Regions from separate parts of the Urocitellus parryii genome. Here region 2 is linked to region 1. A link is a contact called in public Hi-C data. All regions are on one chromosome and are shown on one strand. Each heading gives the region's core, a stretch centred on a gene start, on an enhancer-like site or on the middle of the called end of the contact. The rest is flanking DNA. Distances are from core to core; before and after follow the strand shown. Region 1 holds the start of Wdr12 (WD repeat domain 12). Region 2 holds the start of Cyp20a1 (cytochrome P450 family 20 subfamily A member 1).

Region 1 (4,365 bases), core at 1,102-3,601:
GTCCTCAAACTACCCTTGGAATAATAATAGCTATATATTTGCCATGTCCCAGAAAGCAGCTATTCCAAAAAGTAACAAAACATAGAATTAAAATTTTTGCTTCTTCATTTTACTATTTTGATCAATAAAACAGGGAGGGAAGAATAATGTGATTCTCTTTTACACACGTGCATACACATATACAGTGAATGTGAATTTTATATGTGAGTGTGCATATATATGTGTGTGTGTGTATATATGTGTATACATATCTATCTACACATACCAATATGTATTAATTGAAAGGAAGAAGCAGAACTTTAATTTCTAAATTTTGTTGCCTAAGAATGGGCACAAACACACACACACACACACAGTGATCTATTATTATTTCTTACAACTTTCTGTGAATCAACAATTATCTCAATAAAAATTTCAATTAAAAAATACAATGGCAACTGGGCATGGAGGCGCACCCTGTAATCCCTGTGGCTCGGGAGGCTGAAGCAGGAGGATCATGAGTTCAAAGTCAGCCTCAGCAAAAGGAAAATGCTAAGCAACTCTATCTCTAAATAAAATACAAAATAGGGCTGGGGATGTGGCTCAGTGGTTGAGTGCCCCTGAGTTCCACCCCTGGTACCCCCCCAGAAAGTAATAATAATGACAGTGGCTATGCTAGTGCATTATCACATTCCTTGAGAAATATTAAGGCTAAGTATATAAATTAATGTTCATTAATGATATGATTTATATATACTGTGAACAACATAAGAGTGAAAATGATTTAAAGGTTAACTCATAAAAGTTATAAACACTAAATCAAAGGTATAATCTTAATTCAAGAGGGAGATTTCTAAATTATGCCTGACATTAGCATAATACAACATATATATATATATATATATATATATCATTCATCATTAGTACCAGAAAAATTTGACAAACATTGTTGACTCAGTCAACCCAAGAAGTTTAAGACATGGTTTCTGCATTTAAGGGACTTAAAATATTAATAGTGCAACTTACACCACAAGGTAGTACATAAGTAGATTTCAAATATGTTCTACAAATCTAGGAACCATTGGTAAAAATCGCTTTGTACACACACGCACACACACACACAAAAAAAAAATCAATGGCAAATGTTTGTATATAAATGATATTTACACATATGTAAGTACATTTTATAAAAAGAGTACAGCATACAACACAATATACACTGAATTGACTTCAGTTCTACCAACCCTCTATTCAGAGATCCACTTTCTACCCTGGTTTATAAAAGCATTTTCTATCACCTACTTAAAAAGAAAATTAAAAACAAGGAAGAACAGTAGAAGAAAGAGACCAAGGGGAAGGAGGAGGGGAGAGAAAGGGGAAATAATGGAGAATGATATCGGGCAAATTATATTTTTATATTGTGTGCATGAAGAAATAATGTAACAACGAATCCCACCACTAGGTACCATTATAATACATCAATTAGAAATATAGGGGGGAAAAGGCAGTTATGTTTTCAGAAGCTGTGAAACACCACTAGCAGCCAGTTTGTAACGACACGGCCCTTTTGTTCACTGTTCAAATTATGCATATGGTGTGCATCATTCAGAAAGCAAACCCGCAGCCCTTCAGTTTCCTCCATACACAATTCAAATTATATGGAGCCCAGGAAGCGAGCAGTAAGGAGGTGATCTTGGAGACCCTCTGAGAGGTTCCTGAGAAACCCTTGCAAGGCACCACTTCTGAGGAGACCAGGGGCTCAAGTTAGGAGAACAGCAGGAACAAAGGGAAAAAACGGTGGCGGGGAGTAGCTGACAGCAAAGACAATGACAATCGGGAAAAACAAGAACACAAGGTCGTGCCTGGGAAAGAGGCTAATCCCGACGGCTGGGCCGCTTACTTACTTCTTGTTGTCAGTGTAGAAGCGTGTCTGGAGCTGAGCCATGGCGAGAAGACTTGGCCTCGAAAACGTATGAGTTAGCAGTCAAAAAAGAGGTGCTTTTTAACCTCTTAATACTACAAAAAGAGATAATTAAAATTAGTCTGAACGGGTAGGCGAGAACTGCGGTCCAAGACTGATTTCGGCTTTCTTCCCCCGGGTTTCCTCAGCAGAAGGCACCACGAGGTTCACCTTCCACACAGGCCCAGCCCGCAAACATCAAATACCTATTCCTAGATTTAGGAATCACCGATTGGTAAAGCACAGTCTTAAAGGCAGAGTGCCCCCTTAATCTTTTTTTAGATTTCTTTCCATACCTTTAGGCTGTGATCGATTAGGAAGCTTGAGAAATTTCCAACTCAAATCTGTATTTTAAAATAAAACACTATCGTTAGACTGGATACTTCAAACGCAGTTGTGAGATACTACAATTCCCAGGAAGCCGCGCGTCTCAAACGCTGTGACCACTGGGAACTGTAGTCTTGTCACGGTGTATCAAGATCTCTTATTTGCATTAAATCCTCCTGACTCCAGCCATATATTTATTAAACTTCCTCTAGTTGACTAAGATCTTCCCAAGTTCCTTTTCTTAGGTATGTTCTCAACCACAACCTGATCCACCCATGACTTTTCCCGAGTTCTCACCACTAGCCTCGGGTTCGCCAAGGCGGAAATACGAGAAAAATAACGTTCTGAAAAGAAACCCCCGACGGTGGCCGATAGTGGTCTCACCGCGTGGGACCGCACTGCACTTCCCAGAGAGGTGCGCCTGCGCATTGTGCTGGTCTCCATGGCGGGGCCTCGGAGCCAAGACGAGGTTGAGTAGACTCGTTTTGAATTTTCTCCCCTCTGCTCCGGCGGACTTCCCTCCTCGCCTTGTGGGGCTTTCGGCGGCGGCAGGGCTGGGGAACTAGAGGTTTGGCAGAGTCATCTGCGCTGACGGACTGGATGCTACCTCCCAACCCCCCTTTCTACCTCCTCGCGTCACCTCCTGACCCGCCCGGGCTGGTAGCAACTGCCGGCCCCCGCCCCTGCCGCAGCCGGGCACTGACGGCGCCCTTCTTTCTCTTTCTCGGGGCTTTTTCCGGGCCCTCCTAGCTAGGCCCACTACCACGGGCCCGGGAGGGGGCTCGCGGGCCCCAGGGAGGCAGACTGGAGAAGGAGGAGGTTAGGTGTCTTGAGGGTTGCAGAACCCCAAAACGAGCCATCACCGCCAAGGACCCGCGCCCCTTTGGCGGGAGCGCCCTGTGCGTGGTCTCCCACGCTCTCGCGCGCCCGGCTTTTAAGCGTCTCCCCTCCCCACTTTCTCAGCCTTTTTATACCTTGTGTTTAGAAGAAGAAAAGCTTCTGCCCACACCTTCTACCCCTGGCTTTTTTTTACTTTTTGTTTTGAAGTTACCCAAAGCCTTGTCTTGGTCGCAATGATCCCAGTAATTACTCTAGCTCAATATAGTTGTTTCTCTGAGATAGGCTGGATGGAGATGATACTCTCCAGATCCCAAAGTCACATTTTAAGGCATTCGCCAGCAAAGCTCCAAGAGGGGGTCTTCAAGAGAGAACAGTTTAGGATCAGGCAGAACTGGATTGCAAAATTTGTGGGCGGAACGGTATGTGTGCGGGTGAAGAAAACTAAAGCTTTCCCCTATGTTACTTAAAGATGTATTAGATTAAGTAGACCCCTAATGTTTAAATCAGCTGTAGGAAATTAGAAGTAATTTAAACAATTGGGAGTGAAATATAATCTTTTATTGGAGAGCAATGGCAATAAAACCACGACTATTTTCAGTTTACTCACTTTTATAAAATGTACCCTGGAACCAGAATGCCTGGGTTCCATCCTGACTGGTACCTCTCTCTGCCACGTTTTAGTCAACTGAATGAATTAAGATGCCATATAAATTCTCAGTAAATATTATTATCATATTATGTATTCAAGTTTAACTAGGAGCTTTACCTATGTGAGCAAATGAGAGAGATAGCCACTTGGATGGAGGAATAAAATGAGAAAACCTTTACAGAAGTCCCAGAAAAACACTTTGTTATGATTGAGCTTGTAATGATGTGGATTTACACGTTAAAATAAGTTGAGGTATCTGAAGCTTGAAACACTTTCTTAACTGAAATCTTGTGGTATTTGTTAGTAACATCATTAGTTAAAATATCTTGGAAATTTTAAACTGTCATTAATATGAAATTTAGCAAATTAAGAATAATAACTGAGCCAAATAATTTGCACTTTGTTTGAAAACATTAATATGGGGAAGATAAAGAATATCAATATAGAATATTCTTAAGGAAATAAGACTTCGATTGCAAATTGGAAGTCTTGAAAATTCAGTAAAGAACTTATTTCTATTGAGACTTTAAGGAAAACTTAGCTAATAAGTGTTGCAAAAATAACTGAATACCCCATATGATGTTTTGGGTTTTCTTTCAGCAGTGATTTA
Region 2 (4,365 bases), core at 1,159-3,658, 280 kb after region 1:
TCAGTTGTGGAGCATATGCCTAGCATGTACAAGGCCCTATATTCAGTCCCTACCACCACAAAAAAGAAAAAAAGTATATGGGAGTATTTGTGTTTAAATAGTCTTTTATCAATTACATGTATAATGAGGTATATGGACTTCAGGTACAGACTTTCTCAGGACAGTTTTACATTAATGAACTTCCCCATGGTTTAGGATCTGGATCTGACCCCATTAACTATCCTAAAAATGATCAACCTTAGGAATGCTGATTAGCACAAGCTCACAAAAGTGACATAAATTACAATGTAAATTTGCTAATTTGTAATGTGGATATTGATTTACAGCGCTCATTGTCTTTGGAGACAGCTTTTGTTCTTTTATTTCTTATAGTTTTCTTACATTAACAGAAAAAAGAATCCTCTGTAATTAACATATTTTTTTTTGTGTGTGTGTGTGTGTAGAAAATTCTAAGAAATCTGCACACAAAACAATCCTAATAAATGAACCTAGTAGTCACAGGATACAAGGTCAATACACAGAAATAAATTGTATTTCTATGTCCTAGTAATAAAAAATTGAAATTCAAAACAATGTATGATAATATTCCAGACAGTAGAAATAGCATAAGCGTAGATATGTAAATGAACAGAAAAAATAGAAGGCTTCATCTGCACCCATAAATATTTGATGAATTGTCTTCAAGTACACTAAAACAATTCAATGGGGGAAGTACATTCTCTGCAACACAGGGTGCTAGAACTGGTTATCCATATGTAATACGATGATCTCTCACCTTCATCTTAAAAATTAACTTTAAATAAGTTAGTTCTAAGTATAAAACCCACAACTATATACTTCTAGATTAAAGCATAAAAATACATTTTATAGTCATGTCACAGCTAAAGAATCTGAGCTTAGAAAAGTTGAATTTTTTTTATAATGAGCTACAATCAAACCTCTCATCCTTTGCTCTAGAAGGAGACATTATCTTTACTAATGAGTAAGCAAATTTGCCTTCTATTTCAGAAGAGTATCTCCACCTTCCAAGGTTATCTGCTTTCTAAACATCCTTGAAAATATATGTCGACATAAAATGCAATTAATATCTTATTCCCAAGAAACTTTCTCAACACTTGCCTTCATTAGCTGTGTCTTGTCAGACTACCATTTTTTTCCCCCAGTTGCTAGGTAAATGCTCTACCAACTGAGCTCCATCCCCAGCCCAAGATCCCCAAATCTTAAAGACCAGAGGACATAGGCAAGAGTAGCCTGGATTCCATAAATAGACCATTGTTGCACCAGTACATGCTGAGATGTTATAGGAGATTCTGTATGGTCAGGTAGATGAGGAGGAAAAAAGCCAAAACTCATTGTACAAATGGAATGTTCAGTAAAGCCCAAAATGAGTAGCAACCAAACTGAAACCTTACTTATGGGTGGTATTGAAAGATGGTAGCACAGGAGAACCATCTCAATTGAACAGGTCTTTAGGAATAAACCATGCAGTTCACTTTGGGCTAGACTATATACAAAATCGTACAGAATCATACAGTGATGAATGCTCAGGGAGCTGGTCAGAGGCACAAATGGGAAAAAAAAAAAAAAAGATGTTAAGAAGACTGGGGACAGGGTGCTGGGGTTATACAGTGGCAGAGTGCTTTTCCTAGCATGCAAGGCGCTGGATTCGATCCTTAGCACCACATAAAAATAAGTGAAATACAATATAAAAAATGTTATTTAAAAAAGACTGGGGACAGGAATCTCTGGGATAGAGGGTATGTACATGGGTATGTGAAACGAGAAAAGTATGAAAATCACACATATTAACACCCACCACAGAACATTCACCCTGAAAGAGGCACTAATCAATCAAGTGGACAAAGTGAGCAATCCAGTTCATGTCAGGCACCCCCTTCATTGGCCCCTTCAAAATGAACACAAGAATGGAATGGCCACAATATTAAAAATGGAGGCTGCACTTGTGCACAATTGCATGAATTTTCACCAAAGCTGATCTAGCTATTGCAACTGCCAAATGTCCGGCAACAAAGATCAATGCTTAGCCCCCAATATAGATAGCATCATTCTTCAAGTTGCTGTAACGCGGAACTCAATAGGTGTGGTGCGGGAATCGAAAAATCTGCATTTCTCACGGTGAGGATGGCAGCGGCTGGCCCCACACTTTTAAAAAACCGTTGGTTTAGAGTTTTCTCTGTAGTTGCTTTTTGTTTTCTTCTTCTTTTAAGTCCACAGGAAAAAGTATTGGTTGGGGCCGACCAAAGTTAACTCAAAACGTTTCTTGGAAGCCTGGGATCTGCTCTCCCACAGCACGGTCCACAGTTGCGTCCGCCCCAATCCTGAGGGGCAGGGCCTCCACGGGCCCCTGGGCGATCCATTGCTCTCCCCGCGGGCCGGGCGCAGGCCTGGTCCCGCCCCCGACGGTCCGTACGTCGCGAGGCCCGCGGGAGCCTCCGCCCATAGAATTCCTCCGGTTGGGCCAGGCTGGGGCGCTGCGGCCAGAGCCGAGGATCCGGGACGTGGCTCCCGGACGGAGAGCTATGCTGGACTTCGCGATCTTCGCCGTGACCTTCCTGCTGGCGCTGGTCGGAGCAGTGCTCTACCTCTACCCGGTAACCGCCGCCTTGGTCCTGGGGCGGGGGGGGGGGGTCCTGGCAGCTATTCCAGCCTCGGTCGCCCGCATCCCCGTAGACCTGCTCGGGGCGGGCCCGCGGGGAGGGCCAGCGCCTGGGACCGCACCCGAGTCACGTGACGCCCCGCCCCTGCCGCAGCGCGCGGCGCTCGGAGCTGCTGAGAAGGGACCGAGCGCGGCGGGTGTTCGCGGGACTGCCTTCCCCGCAGCCCTTTCGGGAGAAACTCTGCTAACCCCTGATCCCGTTGTCTAGTGTATTGGGGAGGAAACTTTCTCGAGGATTCTCGCAGCATTTTGTGCCGTCGTTTCTCCCATCTGTCAGGCGATTGCTGGATTCCAGAGAGCTGGGGCCGGGGTCTTGCAGGGCCGCAGAGGCAGGAGCACCGTGCTGCGGGCTGCGCGGCGAGTCTGGCCTCAAGACTCCCTAGCTACTTTCTCCACTGCTTTGTTCACCTTAGAGGGAGGTTCTCAAAACTGGAGGGTTGACCGACGAGGAAGCATCCTTAAAACATATTCTAGAAAGCAACGTCGTAGTTTCATGATAGAAGATGAAAAATAGCTGAACAGCTCCAAGTACTTAGATGTTCTTTTCAGAGCTGGTAAATGGAACTTCGGGGGAATCTTATCCGAGAAAGTAAACATTTGTAGTGGCTGCAGGTCTTTTGATAATCTTTAAATAGGACTATCTATGATCAGCTTACAGAATCAACACTGTTGTGAGGGAATTATGCCATTAACATGGACCATACAACGTTTGTGCCTTTCCACAATGTCACAAAGTAGTGAATAATAATTTCACACGCTACATAACTTTGATCAGCTTTAATTCACTGAAAATACTGGTGGTTTGCTTGGCTGAGTCATGACTCAGGCAATCACAAATTCTTTATTTCAATCTTTCAAACTTCTTTTTAGTTGTAGATGGACACAATATATTTTTTAAAAAAATATTTTGTTAGTTGTTGATGGACCTTTATTTTTACTTATATGTTGCTGAAAATCCAACCCAGTGCCTCACTAATGCTAGGCAAGCGCTCTACCACTGAGCTACAACCCCAGCCCCACAGTATCTTTATTTTAGTAATTTATTTTTATGTGGTGCTGAGGATCGAACCCAGTACCTCATGTGTGCAGGGCAAGTGCTCTACTACTGAGCTACAGCCCCACCCCCTATTATATTTCAATCTTTTTTTAATTAATATTTTGGTTTTTAGTTGTAGTTGGGCACAATAACTTTATTTTATTTTTATGTGGTGCTGAGGATAGAATCCAGTAACCTGCACCTACTAGGTAAGCGTTCTAATGCTGAGCCACAACCCTAGCCCCCTCTATTTCAATCTTAATTTCTAATATCTGTAACACTCAAGTCACACACTGAACACAATTTTATATGTTTCAGATAAATATGTCTCATGTAGTCATATATATCAAGTATATATATAGATTAATAAATGTTTATACACACACACAGAGCTTGGTTGGCCTTTGGGTTAAATATAGTCACCATAGATAGTCAGATTAGGTTTTTTTAAAATTTTTAAAAATTTGGGCTGGAGATGTGGCTCAAGCGGTAGCGCGCTCGCCTGGCATGCGTGCGGCCCGGGTTCGATCCTCAGCACCACATACAAAGATGTTGTGTCCGCCGAAAACTAAAAAGTAAATATTAAAATTCTCTCTCTCTCTCCTCTCTCTTTAAAAAAAAAAGATTTAAAAATTCTAATTAGTTATATTTG

Evidence for each region. A called contact is a pair of places that touch in the nucleus more often than the background predicts.
Region 2: a Hi-C map of liver shows a contact between it and region 1, with 2.2 times the contacts expected there. The contact joins the promoter of Cyp20a1 here to the promoter of Wdr12 in region 1. A contact is called at or near these places in 2 of 2 Hi-C or Micro-C datasets (liver and muscle).

The regions. Positions count from the first base shown.
Region 1 is chr1:251,902,664-251,907,028 of mUroPar1.hap1, forward strand. Wdr12 (WD repeat domain 12) reads right to left here and starts at 2,352. Exons shown (of 14, transcript XM_026405329.2): 1 at 2,236-2,352; 2 at 1,884-1,995. The coding sequence starts at 1,924. It overlaps Carf (calcium responsive transcription factor), which reads left to right and starts at 2,690. Exons shown (of 17, transcript XM_077799261.1): 1 at 2,690-2,735.
Region 2 is chr1:252,186,221-252,190,585 of mUroPar1.hap1, forward strand. Cyp20a1 (cytochrome P450 family 20 subfamily A member 1) reads left to right here and starts at 2,409. Exons shown (of 13, transcript XM_077799268.1): 1 at 2,409-2,612. The coding sequence starts at 2,541.